3 separate regions of the Mus musculus genome follow, and regions 2 and 3 are each linked to region 1. Evidence: chromatin contacts called from public promoter capture Hi-C data. All regions are on one chromosome and are shown on one strand. Each heading gives the region's core, a stretch centred on a gene start, on an enhancer-like site or on the middle of the called end of the contact. The rest is flanking DNA. Distances are from core to core; before and after follow the strand shown.

The links. Promoter capture Hi-C pulls out the DNA fragments that hold promoters and counts their contacts.
Region 2: a promoter capture Hi-C map of pre-B cells shows a contact between it and region 1, with 2.1 times the contacts expected there. The contact joins the promoter of Ppp1r27 here to the promoter of Cybc1 in region 1. A contact is called at or near these places in 6 of 39 promoter capture datasets (the 3T3-L1 cell line, 3T3-L1-derived adipocytes, embryonic stem cells and 3 more) and 1 of 484 Hi-C or Micro-C datasets (embryonic stem cells).
Region 3: a promoter capture Hi-C map of liver shows a contact between it and region 1, with 3 times the contacts expected there. The contact joins the promoter of Mafg here to the promoter of Cybc1 in region 1. A contact is called at or near these places in 7 of 39 promoter capture datasets (the 3T3-L1 cell line, 3T3-L1-derived adipocytes, the C10 cell line and 4 more), 2 of 484 Hi-C or Micro-C datasets (both in embryonic stem cells) and 3 of 115 datasets of contacts at active chromatin or transcription factors (bone marrow-derived macrophages, memory CD8 T cells and pancreatic cancer cells).

What each region holds. Positions count from the first base shown.
Region 1 is chr11:121,227,358-121,232,043 of GRCm38.p6, reverse strand. It overlaps Cybc1 (cytochrome b 245 chaperone 1), which reads left to right and starts at 2,735. Exons shown (of 7, transcript NM_144832.2): 1 at 2,735-3,005; 2 at 3,574-3,716. The coding sequence starts at 3,632.
Region 2 is chr11:120,548,561-120,553,246 of GRCm38.p6, reverse strand. Ppp1r27 (protein phosphatase 1, regulatory subunit 27) reads left to right here and starts at 2,115. Exons shown (of 3, transcript NM_026814.3): 1 at 2,115-2,383; 2 at 2,485-2,635; 3 at 2,918-3,272. The coding sequence starts at 2,194. The coding sequence ends at 3,041. It overlaps Mcrip1 (MAPK regulated corepressor interacting protein 1), which reads left to right and starts at 3,520. Exons shown (of 5, transcript NM_001033231.4): 1 at 3,520-3,590.
Region 3 is chr11:120,631,652-120,636,337 of GRCm38.p6, reverse strand. Mafg (v-maf musculoaponeurotic fibrosarcoma oncogene family, protein G (avian)) reads left to right here and starts at 2,791. Exons shown (of 3, transcript NM_010756.3): 1 at 2,791-2,976. Gm17586 (predicted gene, 17586) reads right to left here and starts at 2,588. Exons shown (of 3, transcript NR_165823.1): 1 at 1,846-2,588.

The DNA.
Region 1 (4,686 bases), core at 1,486-3,985:
ACAGCCAGATAAGGTTAATTTTAGAATTTTCCTAAGAGAGACTGGAATATAATTTTTCTCAGGAAAAGACACAAAGTGAATCATAATGCAGAAAGTCCCCAAGGATGCAGCACACAGAGACCAAGCCTCAAAGGTGACAGAATGGCAGTGATCACAGCATTCAGCTCAGCTCAGCTCAGCAGGAACTGTGTCAAGCAGCTGTGCTGGCTTTGTGACTGTCACTGTTTCCAGTCGATGTGGCTGTGCCAGAGCTTTCCAGGGTGGAGATTTCCAGGGTGGGGATTGGTGAGGTTTCAGTTCAAGCCCAGGGATTGGTGGGATTTCTAGTTTAGGGATTAGTGGTTTTCATGCTCAGGAATTGGTGGGGTTTGATAGAGTTTTCAAACCCAGAAGTCGGCTTGGATCTTTTGGCCTACAGGTACAGGCAGAGGTGTCACCTACAACAAACCTATTAGGGGAAATAAATTATTGCTAGACTGTGTGATCTCCAAAGTTAAGTGTTTTTTAAAAATTAACTAAAAGCAGCTAGATATAGTGACACACACCTTTAATCCCAGCACCTAAGAGGCAGAGGCAGGAGGACTCTGAGTTGGAGGCCTGCCTGGTCTACATAGTGAGTTCTAGTGTAACAGGGCCCCAGGCCTTAGCACAACTGACTCACGATGGAGGTACCATTCAAGCTGTAATCTCGGCACACAGCACAGTCATGGCTAACATTATGTTCATGGCTAACGCTAATGTTATGTTTACAGTTTAAAATCTCTGGGCTTTTTGAGAACTGCAAAGCAAAATTAGACTTCCAAATGTTAAGGGCTGTTAAAGGTTACTTTTTAAATTTCTGTTTCTGCTTCGGTAAATAAAGCTTGTTTTGCATAAGAGGACCTTCTGCTTGTACTAGCACAGAATGTAACTTGTGGTTTTTGCCTTTATAAACCCCTGACTGAGGTGACTGGGGACTGCATTCAGGAATTCCGAGTCCTGGGTGTAGACCTGGTGCCAGTCTATAAATAAAAGCCTCTTCTTAAACTGGGCAGTTCCCAGCACTCAAGAGACAGAGGCAGGTAGATCTCTGTGTATTTGAAGCTAGCCTGGTCTACAGAGTGAGTTCCAGGACAGCCAGGTTTTGAAAAAAAAAAAAAAAAAAAGGAGAGGGAGAGATAAAGAGAAAGAGAAAAAAAGAAAAAAAAAGAGAATAAATCCAGCTTTAAACTGAGTATAGCAGCGTGTGCTTTTAATTCTAGCACTCGCAAGACAGATTGGGCCAGATCCCAGAGTTCCAGGCCAACCAGAAATACATGCACACACTCACACACGCACATCATACAGACAAGCAAAAACAACAAAAAACAGGGATCGAGAGTTGGCTCAATAGTAAAGAGTACTAGCTACTTTCCCAGAGGTCCTGAGGTTCAATTCCCAGCAACCACATGGTGGCTCACAACCATTTGCAATGGGATCTGATGCCCTCTTCTGGTGTGTCTGAAGACAGCTACAGTGTATTCCTATACATAAAATAAATAAGTAAATATTAGAGAGAGACTGCCTCATCCAGTTTTCTCAGTATATACTGTAACTATAAATTGACAAAACTTCAAGGGTCATGCTGTGTACTTTTATAAAGTCATTATAAAATTAGGAATCCCATAACAAGTAGATCTAAAGAGAACGGTAAAGTAATGGAAATCTCTGCTCCAGCATGCCGTCCTAGCACCCACAGATCATCGTAGGTATGTTGGAGGCAAACTACAAAATAGGAACATGTGATCCAGGTTTTACGTCACTAGTTATTGTGTGTTAGGTCTGAAAGAAACCGGGGACAAATGGCTAACTGAGGTGCCTATTGACCATCAAAGTAGATGATGGCCATGCTCTCAGCAAGTACCTGTTACAGAGTCCTGACTCCTCAGCTCTTGCCCACTACCCTAGACCTCTCTAACCCTGCCCAAGCCCCTGCCTTCCCTTCCCTTCCCTCCCCTCAACTCCCCTCCCCTTCCCTTCCCTTCCCTCCAACTTCTCTTTGCCTATAAAACCCAGACATCGTGACTACGTGCTGACATCTGACATCGTGACTACGTGCTGTCTGCCCTCTTGGTCTTTTGTCTCCATCTCGCCTCTCTTCATCTCTTACTCTGCCCCTCTCTCTTTCCTCTCATGGCTCTATTCTGCTGGACATGTTCAACCAGACGCTTCCATATGTGCTTTCCCTCACATTTACAATAAGAAACTCGTCAACAATACCTAGGAGTGGCCATGTCCCCACTTTCATTTATTGTGCATCTTTTGTTAGATTGACCTCGGGTAGTCAGATCATGTTTGCTATACCTTAGGCATCTGGTGAATATGACCTCTTATCATTTCCTGAAAATTACAGATCTAGCCAGGAGGCGGTGGCACACACCTTTAATCCCAGCATTCGGGAGGCAGAAGCATGAAGATCCCTCTGAGTTCCAGGCCAGCCAGAGCTACACAGAGAAACCTTGTCTGGAAAACCCAAAAAACCCCCCAAAAACAAACAAACAAAAAAACCCAATCCAGATCCACTCACTCCCCAGGCTTCTAAACCACGCCCATATCCTGCTTAACTAGGAAACCTCCTTGAGTGACATCTTTCTTGGTTGGCCAAGGGGCTAAATTCAGGTGCCCTACCTGTCCCTGTCCCCAGGAGTGTGAAGCACAAAGGCACAACCCCCGACTGCGTAATCACTCAGTCTCCACCCCTGGGAGGTTCCCACCCAGCTCTTATCCCGGAAGTCTGCGGAACAGAAGTCCGGAAGTTCGAGGGGCTGTTCTCTCCCACTCATTCTCCTACAAGTCCCTCGTTGTCCGCATAGGTGCGTGTCCTACAACTTTTCGGGTTCCGACCCGCCGAGCCCTGTGCGGGTCATCGCTTGCGGATCTGGACCAGGCGCAAGGCAAATTGAGGAAGCCGGGCGTGTGCACTCCGGAGGAGGAGCCAGCGTAACGGGCCGCTAGTGGAGCTTGTTGGTAACTGAAGCCAGAGGGAGGCAAGTTATGTGCCTAACTAGGATTCTTGAGGATGTAGGGTATGAAGCTTGATTGCCCCTGGGAATCCAAGGAGCCACTCAGAACTGGGGCCTTGGGTGTTAATCTCCAGACGTCCTGCCGCAGTGTCCCATTAATTCGGCGCATTTGGGCCATTGTTAGGTAGTCTGGCGTCAATAACAGGGATCTGACAGCTTATGAATGTAGAGACTCATACACGATGGTACTTTCACTTCCCGTTCTTGGTGGGAAGAGTTGTTTCTGGAAGATTCGGGTAAGGTGCCGGAAGCCTGAGTTGTGTGTGTGTGTGTCGGGGCGGGGGAGGGGGAGGGGGCTTACTAATGGAACAACTTAAAGATAAGAGTTCAGTCAAGAAAAGGGTTCACAAGACTGGGGGCTTGGAAGTGAGTTCAGACCAACACCAAATTTGTGAGCTGTGTAGCCCCGATGCCCATACATAATTGTGAGTTAAGTGGGCTCATAAGAGAAAGGTGTTCGGGGTCTGCTGTGGACCTTCCCCTGGCCTCCTGACTGGACTAATGAGGTGCTGCCTATGTGCACTGGTTGCAGGCTTCAGTTGTGTTTTTCCAAGCCTGGTCGGCTGTGCAGTAGAGCCCAGGTTCCAAGAATGTATATGCAGGTGGAGACACGCACCAGCACCCGCCTCCATCTGAAGAGGGCTCCAGGCATCCGGTCTTGGTCCCTGCTGGTCGGTAAGGCTTCCCACCCCCCACCCCACCCCCAATCTAAAAAGCGACGTAAACAGCTTCTTTGTGTTCTATTAGAGGTTCTCAATACAAGGCCTTGATAAAGCATGTTTCATTAACCCTCAGGGTGCCTTTTCTTTCAGATGGCATGCAGGACCGACCCCCTTGCATGCTAGGCACACTCTAACACTGAGATACCCTCCCTGCCTTGCAAGCTGGGCACACTTCTTTAACACTGAGATGCCCTCCCAGCCTATCTGCTTTTTATGAGGTCACTATAGTTTTCCTTCTGTGTGACAGGTGATCATGGGTTCCCATCTTTCCTCTTCCCTGGCTCAGACCTCTTCATAAGCGCACTTAGCCTCTTCCTCCATCGCTGCCTGTCAGAAGGCTCTTGTATCTCAGGGACAGGTGCACTTGTGTTGGCTGGGCTGTACAGTCTGAGGTGAGGCACTAGCTGTGGCTTCAGCAGCATCTCTGCAGTCTGTCCTTATGATATACACATGCTTTTCTGCATGTTATGCTCGGGTGTTGTTATAATTCTGTAAGTAGTCTTCATCCCTCATCCCATGTAAGCAATACCTACCTCAGGGTCATTTGTGCGTTTGTCATTTGTTTGCAGACAAGTCTGGTGAATGCCATGATGGGATATCTTGCTTTTTATTTAATTTTATTTTTAAACTATGTGTGTATCTATATGGGGGTTCTATGCAGGTACGTATAGGTGCCTGTGGAATCCAGAAGAGCATTAGCTCTCTTGGAGCTGAAGTTGCATGAGGTTGCGATGGCCTGACATGGGTGCTGGTGCTGAGTACTGAACTGGGTCCTCTGCAAAAGTAGTATATACTCTTAATCAGTAAGCCCTCTTTTCCAGTCCCCTTCTCCTCCGTTTTGAAACAAACATCTTAGCTGGCTCACCAACTCTGTACTAGGTAGCCTCTACCTGTTGCCCCTGAACAAGCTGTGCTACCATGAG
Region 2 (4,686 bases), core at 866-3,365, 680 kb after region 1:
GCGCAGGACCTTCTGTTTCCTTACTTAAGGTAGGTAAGTTAGAAGACATGGTATCTGACTCCTCCCAAGCAACCAGGAGTTGGGGCTGTGCCGGAGAGATGCAGAGGTACACAACCATCCCCAGCAGGTTCTCTCAGAGCCTCTTCAAGTTTCTGTGGTACTCCAGCTCAGGGAGTAGCCCCTGACACTGAGACTATGATGAGACACCCCTGACAGGCAGGGCGTTCTCATTCAGTGTGTCTTGGAGCCAGTGGACCTCGGCTTTACACCTACAGGGTGTGTGACATGTTGGCTTGACGATGGCTGGAAAGCAGCCAGGTGATGTAAGGCCCACTGCTAACCACACTGCTGTCCCAGCTCGCCAGCCTGCCAAGTCTCTGTCCAGGCACAGGCCTCTCACGATCACCTAGCAATCTCATCAGTATAGTGAGTGGGTTGTCTCCAGTCTCACAAATTTATGTCCTAGCTCTCAATACTTTTTTTGCAGTTGTTTTGAGATAGGTTGTGTGTGTGTGTGTGTGTGTGTGTGTGTGTGTGTGTGTGTGTGTGTGTAACAGCCCTGCCTGTCCTGGAACTCTGTTAGATCAGGCTGGTCTCAAACTGAGATCTGCCTGCCTCTGCTTTCTGAGTGCTGGGATTAAATAAAGGTGTGCAACACTGTGCCTGGCTGCTCTTGATACTTTTCAATGTGACTGTTTGGGTAATAGGATAAGGTCATATTGTAGTGCACTGTGCCCTAAATCTTTGTAAGAACATTTATGCCTTTGTAAGGAGCTATCTGAGCCAGATGTGACAGCACAGGCCTGTAATTCTAGCACAATTTTGAGGAGCCTGAGGGAGAATTCTGAGTTCAGGACTGGCCAACCTGGAAAACAACTACCTTCCCTGGGGGTGGGGGGAAATAAAAAAAGTAATGGGGTAACTGACTGTGGTAGTGCACCCTCGTAAACTCGCAGGTGGTAACTGAGGGCAGGATGCTCAGGAGTTTGCCTGAGTTACAAAGAAAAGTGTATGTGTGGGGGCATAGGATTTGGACACAGGCGTAGACAGCAGCGTTAGATATGAATGGAGGGATTGTGTGATACTTTTAGAAGCCAAAGAACACCAAGGACTGAGGCTGGTAAACTCTGGTAAGCTTGGTGCAAAGGCTCCCTCAGAACCTCAGAAGGAGCCCTTCCTGGTATGAGGCTGCCAGCCACTGCAACCATGAGGGTTTAAGTTCTGGCTTAACCCAATCTGCAGAGTCCACCATTAGCATTCAGGGATGCAGGGGAAGCTGTTGAGTTGGGAGCTATCTGTAGCTCCACAGCCAAGCTTCTGGGCTCCTCTGGCCCAACTCTGTTCTTGCATTCTGTCTACCTGGTAGTCTCATACCCCCAAGCCAAGCATCGCCTGACACCACAGTTGAACCTGTTGTAAAAGCAAGACAGCTGGCAAAGAAGCTGCAGGAAGCTTTGTATGGGGTCCTTCCCTTTCTTCACCCATAATGGAAACCATCCCCTGACTCTTAGGATCAGACTGGATATCTTCAACATGAGTCCATAGGCTGTCCAGAAAACAGAGGCAGTATGTGTGTGTGCTGGGTGAGTCCCATAGGACTAGTAGTGTTGATCTGTCTGTAGAGTTGAGATGTCAGTATGATGCACCCTAAAGGCAGTTTTGGGAATCTACTCTTGGAGAGGTGAGAGTGACACATTGGGAAATGGACAGGGCTGTGACCTCCTAAATGACAATGGATTGGTGCTCTTCAGATGGGGAGGGAGCTCAGCTCCCAGTAGGTAGACAGGTGATCCATCATCCTTTAAGCTTAGACCCTCTTGATGCCCTTGAGCTCACATCCACAGCTTTCTTCATGGACTCTCTCCTAGTCCTTCTGTCCTCTATAAGGCACCTTCTAGGTCCAGCTGCGGAGAGGGAGTAGTAGCCAGGAAGGATCTGACCCCTTTGGCCGGACATAGTGACAGGTGTGCTGAAAGATGAGCCACTAAACATGATCCTGTGCTCAGGGAGCGCGGAGCAGCTCAGTTTCAGCCCCTCGCGTCTGCAAGCATGACTGCGTGGCTTTATATAGCCTCGCAAGCCCTTTATAAGCTGGAATCGAGGTTCTGTCGAGCAGGAGAGCTTACACAGATCTGGTCTGGTAGGGACACTTTCTCACTCATACCCACAGAGATAGCCCACCTCAATCCCAGGATGCCCAGCCGAACGGTCCGCTATGCTCGCTACAGCCCCCGACAGCGGAGGCGGCGGATGTTGGCCGATCGGAGCGTGCGCTTCCCTAACGATGTTCTCTTCTTGGACCACATTCGACAAGGCGACCTGGAGCAGGTGGGACGCTTTATCCGGGCTCGGAAAGTCTCCCTAGACACTATCCATCCCTCAGGTGAGTAGATAACTGAGAGTCTGGCCTTCTGTCCATAAGGAGGCAGGGGAGATCCTCTTCTGAGGGTTACAGCTTTGACCCTGTGTTCCCACCCTGCCCAGGACTGGCTGCTCTGCATGAAGCTGTGCTCTCTGGAAACCTAGAGTGTGTGAAGTTGCTAGTCAAATACGGGGCTGACATTCACCAGCGGGATGAGACAGGCTGGACACCACTGCACATCGCTTGCAGTGATGGGTACCCTGACATAGCCAGGTGAGACTATGGAATGTGGTTCAGAGGTTTCATCCTAATCTCTCCAGGTGGACCCCCCCAAAATATGGCTCTGAGGATGTAGGCATCAACTCAGGGATTCTGGCAGTTTCTACCCGATTGCAACATTAGAGCAAGCCGGAAAATCTGGCCACAGCTTCCAAGGGGTCAGGTTTCTTCCTCCTCACTCTGCCTGGAAAAAACAAACAGGTGACCCCAATATTCTAGCCTTTTGGCCCCGGAGTGGGCTGAGTAGGCTTTAACCACCTGCCCTTCACACCTCAGGTATCTCATCTCTTTGGGGGCAGACAGAGATGCAGCCAATGATGATGGCGATCTGCCCTCCGACCTTATTGACCCGGACTTCAAAGACTTGGTGGAACTCTTCAAAGGAACCAGCATGGACTGAGCCAGGAGAGCCCTTTGGGGCTTGCGCCTCCTTGGAGAAGTGGCAAGCACCTTGCCCCAAGGACTAGAGTGCCCACTGGATGTGCAGTGAGGCAGCCAGGCTGGTTAGGACTTGTGGGGAACGACCCTCTTGCCCCTATACCCATTTCTCTGGCCTGGCTTTTTCTCCAGGTTTGTTTGTTTTTTAATGGTGATACTTTTTACTTTTTCAATAAACATAATTCCCAAGCTGTGATGATGACTTGATTAGCGCAGTCCAGTACAAAACCATCGCCAGGTACGCGGGGGCTCGCTGGCAGCGCAGGGCCGGGGAAATGCGTGTCCGGGGCCGGTGCGCCGATGTTCTTGTTCAGAGATGCCCGGCAACCCCTCCCTTCCCCCGACACCCACCCGTGTTTCCGGGACGACCTCGCGCGCCTCCGACCTCGCCGCACTCCGTTCGCCAGCGATCACGTGGCCCGCGCCGTTTGCGCCTGCGCGCCGCGTCACTTCCGGCCGGCCCACTGGAAGCGGCGGCGGCGGCGGCAGCGGCGGCGGCGAGGAGGGCGAGGTGAGGAAGGCGCGGCGCGGAGGCACGGCGGGGCGGGGCGCTGCAGGCTCCGTGGGACCTTGGCCGCCCCGCCCCGCCCCGCCCTGGTGTCGCTGGGTCGCCTGGCCTGAGCGGGGAGAGACAAGGCCGGTGTCTCCACGGAGTGCGGACGTGGCGGCCGCCCCCCCACCTCCCCGGGAACCGACGCCCGCGGTCCCGGGGCAGCCTCTGAGGGCGCTCCCTGCTTTTGAGCTGCGCAGGCCAGCCTCCCCAAACCGCGCCGGTGTCCTTGCCGGCTACCTGCCCTGCCCACATCCCAGTTGTCCTGATGCAGTGGCTCTGCGCAAGCCCGGGGCCTGTCTGTGGGCAAGCTGGACATGCTGGTGGCCGGAAGTATCGTACCCTGTTGACAAAAGCAGCCCAGATCCTGGGGTGGTCGTCCGAGATAAAATGGTCTTCCCTCTGGACGCCATGTTTCAAACACAGGGCAGGCTCAAGCAAAGGCCCCCAGTGAGTTGAGATCAGCTGGTGGATTTCTGGGGAGTGTCCAGGACGTTTAGACAGCGATGTGACAGGAGTGCAACGAGAGCCAGGTCCTTCAGGAGAAGGAGTCTGGGTTTGGGTCCATTTAGGGAATATCTAATAGTTTGCTAGTCCCGGGAAAGAATAGGATACACGTTCTAGGTCTGATGACCTGCCACTGTCATCTGGAAGCAGGCCCGAGCTGTCACAGCACTGTGGCTCCTGCTTGGCTGGTCAGTCGCTATAAGCCTCACAATTTGAAGCAGGGAGTGGTGGCACACACCTGTCATGCCAACTCTTTGTGTGGTGGAATCAGAAGGATCAGAAATGTAAGACTAGCCAGGGCTACATGAGACCTTTTTTCTAAAAGGGGTGGGAAGAGGAAAGAAGGAAACAACAACATTTGGATAGTAGACGTTTCAGAAGAACAGAGTGACCAGCCATTGCACCATTGATTGTAGTGAGGGACCACTCGCATTGTCACTGTGGTGGGTAGCAAAGTGTGACCATTTAGCATCATGTGCCTGGCATATTGGATGTATTTAGAAGAGTTGATGTGGTCCTGGATCTGTCCCCCTACCCTGCCTTCCAAAGC
Region 3 (4,686 bases), core at 1,542-4,041, 600 kb after region 1:
TTAGCCTGGCAATGGCTATCCTGTAGTAGCTGCCCCCGGGACCCACGGCTGGTGCTTCCTAAATGACACTTGAGCAGGTGGTAAGGAAGAGCATGAGAAAGGACAAGTCCTGATGTGACTCTGAATGTCCTGCCAGGTCACCACAGTGGGTGATGTCTCCATAGCCCAGTGCTATACTCACCCTTCTAGTCCCTCTTAGCAGTATTCAGGAAGTGGCTCAGACGTCCTCCCTTGGACTACCACCAAGTGATGAAGATAGAGAACTCATGGATGCACTGGGCCTCTGACTTAATATCTCCTGGTGTATGTGTGTTGAGGGTTGGGCTATAGTCTGGTGATTGAGCATTTGCCTCACAGTGGGGGACGGGGGTGAGGGGGGCTGAGGGCTTGCCAATCACGATGCATGCCTGAAGTCCCAGTTAACTTTTTCCCCCCCCTTCTCTTTGTTTTCTTGAGATAGGGTTTCTCTGTGTAGCCCTTGCTGTTCTGGAACTGTATTTGTTTGTTTGTTTGGTTGGTTTTTCGAGACAGGGTTTCTCTGTATAGCCCTGGCTGTCCTGGAACTTACTCTGTAGACCAGGCTGGCCTTGAACTTCCAAGTGCTGGGATTAAAGGTGTGCGCCATCACCACCTGGCTAGAACTGTTTTTGTTTTTTTGTTTATTTTAAGATCTATTTACTATTATAAGTACACTGTAGCTGTCTTCAGACACACCAGAAGAGGGCATCAGATCTCATTACAGATGGTTGTGAGCCACCATGTGGTTGCTGGGATTTGAACTCAGGACCTTCGGAAGAGCAGTCAGTGCTCTTAACCACTGAGCCAGCCCCTAGAACTGGTTTTTATAGACCATGTTGGCCTTGAACTCAGAGACCTACCTGCCTCTGCCTCCTGAGGACTGGGGTTAAAGGCCTGTGCTAACATGTCCAGCAACTCCCAGCTACTCTTGGCTGCAAGGCTTTGCAGCTAATCTGAGCAACAGAAAAAAAGGAAAGAGAGAAAGAAAGAGAGAAAGAAAGAAAGAAAGAAAGAAAGAAAGAAAGAACAAAGCGGATGTGGGAGCTCATGGCTGTGGTCCCAGCATTTGGGAGGCTGAAGCAGGAGGGTTGCTGCTGACCAACAGAGCCTATAGACTAAGACCCTATCTCATAACTAGAACAAGAACAAAGGGAGGGAGGATGAAGATAAGTAACAGAAACCCAGAGGTCTTGTCTCAGGGGTTTTATTGCCATGAAGAGACTCCATTCGGCAGCTCTTCTAAAGGAAAACATCTCATTGGGTCTGGCTTACGCTTTCAGAGGTTTAATCCATTATTGTCATGGAGAGTAGCAAGACTGAATCAGGGCCGACTTGCTGCTGGAGGATGGGCTTAGTTAGAGTTCTGCATTCTGAAGGCTGCAAGAAACTGTAAGTCACACACGGGCATAGCTTGAGTATATAAGACCTCAAAGCCTGTCCCCACAGAGACAATCGTCTTCCAACAAGACCACACCTCCTAATAGTGCCATTCCCTATGGGCCAAGCATTTAGACACGGCATTTAGAATTCATGCAGGCCATTTCTATTCAAACCACCACAAGGCATAAGGAGTAATTCTCTGTATTCTGAGACTCTGGCTACAGCCAGTGAAAGATAAAAGCTCCCCCCCCCCCACTCCCCAAAGAAATACAATGTAAAGAATTACTTTTTGAGGCTGGGTGTGGTGGCACATGTTTTTAATCCCAGCACTAGAGAGGCAGAGGCAGTCGGATCTCTGAGAGTTTGGGGCCAGCCTGGTCTAAACCTTGTCTCAAGAAACCAAATTTGACACAAAGGACACACACAGGCCCCCTCCAGCCTGCTTACCCCCTTTTCCTTGTCACCTATGTTACAGAACGAGTCACCTTTTCACGATTCCCAGAGAAGACAGGGTCAAATAGAACGTTCAGAACCTCGAAATGAAAACTTGATCCCTCCTACTTTCCTTCTTTTTTACTTTTTCAACAGCAGCGAGAAGTCTCACAGAAAAAGTAGCAGCAGAATGCACCCAAAGTAGTTTCAAATGCGGCAGAGAAGGGTTGGGCAAAGTGCACAACTCCTACAGTGCACGCACACTACCCGAAGAGATGGTCCACGGCCGCAGGTGAAGCCCCTAGCACCCTCCGGAGATTAGAATCATTAGTGAGCGTCCTCCAAGCCTTCGTGTCATCGTGGATAGTTTGGGGATCTGAGCTGGGGTTGGGGCTGTGCCCCTCAACAGCCGTGTCCTTTTCAGACTGCTGACCCATTTAGAATGAGGACGTCGCAGCAGAACGGGGTAAGGAACTAAATCACTGTGTCACACCTTCAAAACAGCAAATAGGTTCCCGCGTGGTGACGCTCATCTGTGAGTTCCGCTTTCAGGGGGCCGAGGCAGGAGCATCTCAGGGAATTGAAATCCAGTCTGCTCGCTGTACAGTGAAACTATGCATCCAAGTGAAGAAAATCAAACAAACCTCCCATAGACCTCGGTCTGAGTTGGTGTGGAGATCGGGAGGGAGCTAGAGGCATCCGAGTTGGGGCCACTCCGTAGAACCTGTCTCTGCAGGAGCACGGTCAACCCGGCGAGCGCCGGGACGACTCCCGCGAGACATTGCCAGGGCGCGGCGGGCGTTGCCAAGGGCAACGGCGCGGGGCTGCGCAGGCGTGATGGGGGCGCGCTCGCCTTGCTGCCGCCTCGCCTTTCCCTTTAAGCTTAGGCCAGCCGCGTCGCCGCTTCATGAATGGAACCCACGTGACCAAACATCATGTGACGTCTGAGGAGCGGCGGCGGCGGCGGATTCTGAGCCCGGTCCGGCCCGGCCTTCCCAGCGCGCTTGGCCCGGCCCGCGCAGGCGGCCAGTCCTCCTAAGCCCCCGGCCCGGACCCTTCGCGCCCGCCCCAGCCCCGCGCAGCCCCGGAGCGCGCGCGCGCGGCCCCGCCCCAGCCCCGCCTTGGCCCGCCCGGGCCCGCAGTGTGGTGAGTGCGCGGGGCTGGGGCGGGCGGCGGGGCCTGGCCTCGGGGTTGCGGCGCACCCGACGGCAGCGCGTGCCTTGGTTTCCCCGCCAGCCGGCTGTTCGCCTGTGTCCCCCTAGAGCCGGCGGACCGGGCGACCGCGAGGCTGGGGACGGGCGTGCGCGCGGCGGCGGACCCCGGGTGCCCTGCGGGGGGCGCGATTTAAGGGCGAGCTGCGCGCGTCTGCCCGGGTCAGCGGGGTGGCCGCACCGAGCTGCTGACTCATCAGGTGTCCGTCGGCTTCCGCGCGGGCGGGGTCGCGCGCGGGCCCACAGGGGAGGCGGCGGGGAGACCCTGCTGCGCGGCTTGGGCTCGCCACGCGGGTGCGAGCCCAGCGGAGACGTGCTGAGTCATCAGCATGAGGTCACTCGGTGCTCCTGCTGACGCTGGGCCAGGGCGGGGGGCCGGGGCCCGCTATCGGCCGGTCTAGTCGGGAGACAGGGCTCGATCCGGGTGGTGAAGGTCGGGCCGGGATCCGGGGTCGTGTTTAAGTTTGACAGACCTGTGAGTTGGAGGCAAAGGCTCCGAAGGAGGCATTGCAGGGGCGCGCCGCAGGTTTCTCCCGGGGTGGAAGGTAAAGCCCCGGGCGTGCGCATCCTTGCCTGGTTCTTGGGCTCCTGGCCCGGGTCCCACAACTGGGGCAGTTCCCCAAACCCGGAGACCGATCGGTGTACGCTGAGGGGAGGAGCTTAGGTGGGCCGAGCCAGCTCGTCTGGGAAGCAAGCTTTCCTTCTCTGTGACCCTGAATGGCCAGGCTTCGTCGGTCCTAGATGGGGAAGACCGGGAGGCAGGGGGAGAAGGGTCTGTGGCTTGAAAGAAGCTGGGGCAGCTCTAACCAGCTAAGGAGAGCAGAGTGTGGATCTAGGCAGCTGGTGAGAGTTTTTGAGGTGCAACCATGGAGTAGAAGATGTAGTTTTATTTATCCCAATGTTATTCCTTTCAGAAGAGTTTGGGGTCCCACTGTTGCCTGGAGTTACCAAAAAGTGTGTGTGCCCTGTTGGGTGTCTGGAGACTCTTGGGAGGTGACAGTTTTGTGGGGTGTGGCTGAATGGCTGTTTACTGACTTATCTGTCGTGAAGGTTCTTGAACTCCATCCTACTGCTTTCCTTGCCCAGGGATTCATGTCTAGACTGTGCTTACCTTGTGGTTTGTGCTAAGGGATGTCCCCTTAACCCTGAGCCCTGAGGCTGCTCATAGGTGCAGTGTTTTTTTCATTTGGTGTGGAACTTGCCCTATGAAACTTCAAGGTTCCAGAAAATTGTTAAACTCCGGAGGCACTGTGCTTCAGTGAACTTAATGTTTTCCGTTCTCTTCAAACAATGTCAGTACCTGAAGGAGAGAAGACCTACGTAGGGGGTCTCCTGCATTGAGGTTTACAGGCAAGGTTTAGCAAGGAAGGGTCACTATCTTGCTTGAGACTAATGTCCAGATTGTCTAGTGTGAGAGGACAGAGGTGCCCAAACCCCTTCTTTAAGGGTCAGCCTGAATGAGTGGTCCAGAGCCCCTTGGTGTCTTGAGTCTGTCCATAACTGTGAGTACTTGGAGGGCTGAGTTGGAGGCAGCAGGTCCAGATCAGCTTCTCTGAGCTTCTTCCTCAGGCTCTGGAAAGCTCTCTAAACTGTATCCCTCAGCACAGCTGTCCCCCCCAGAACTGTCTGCCTAGTCACTGTGTCC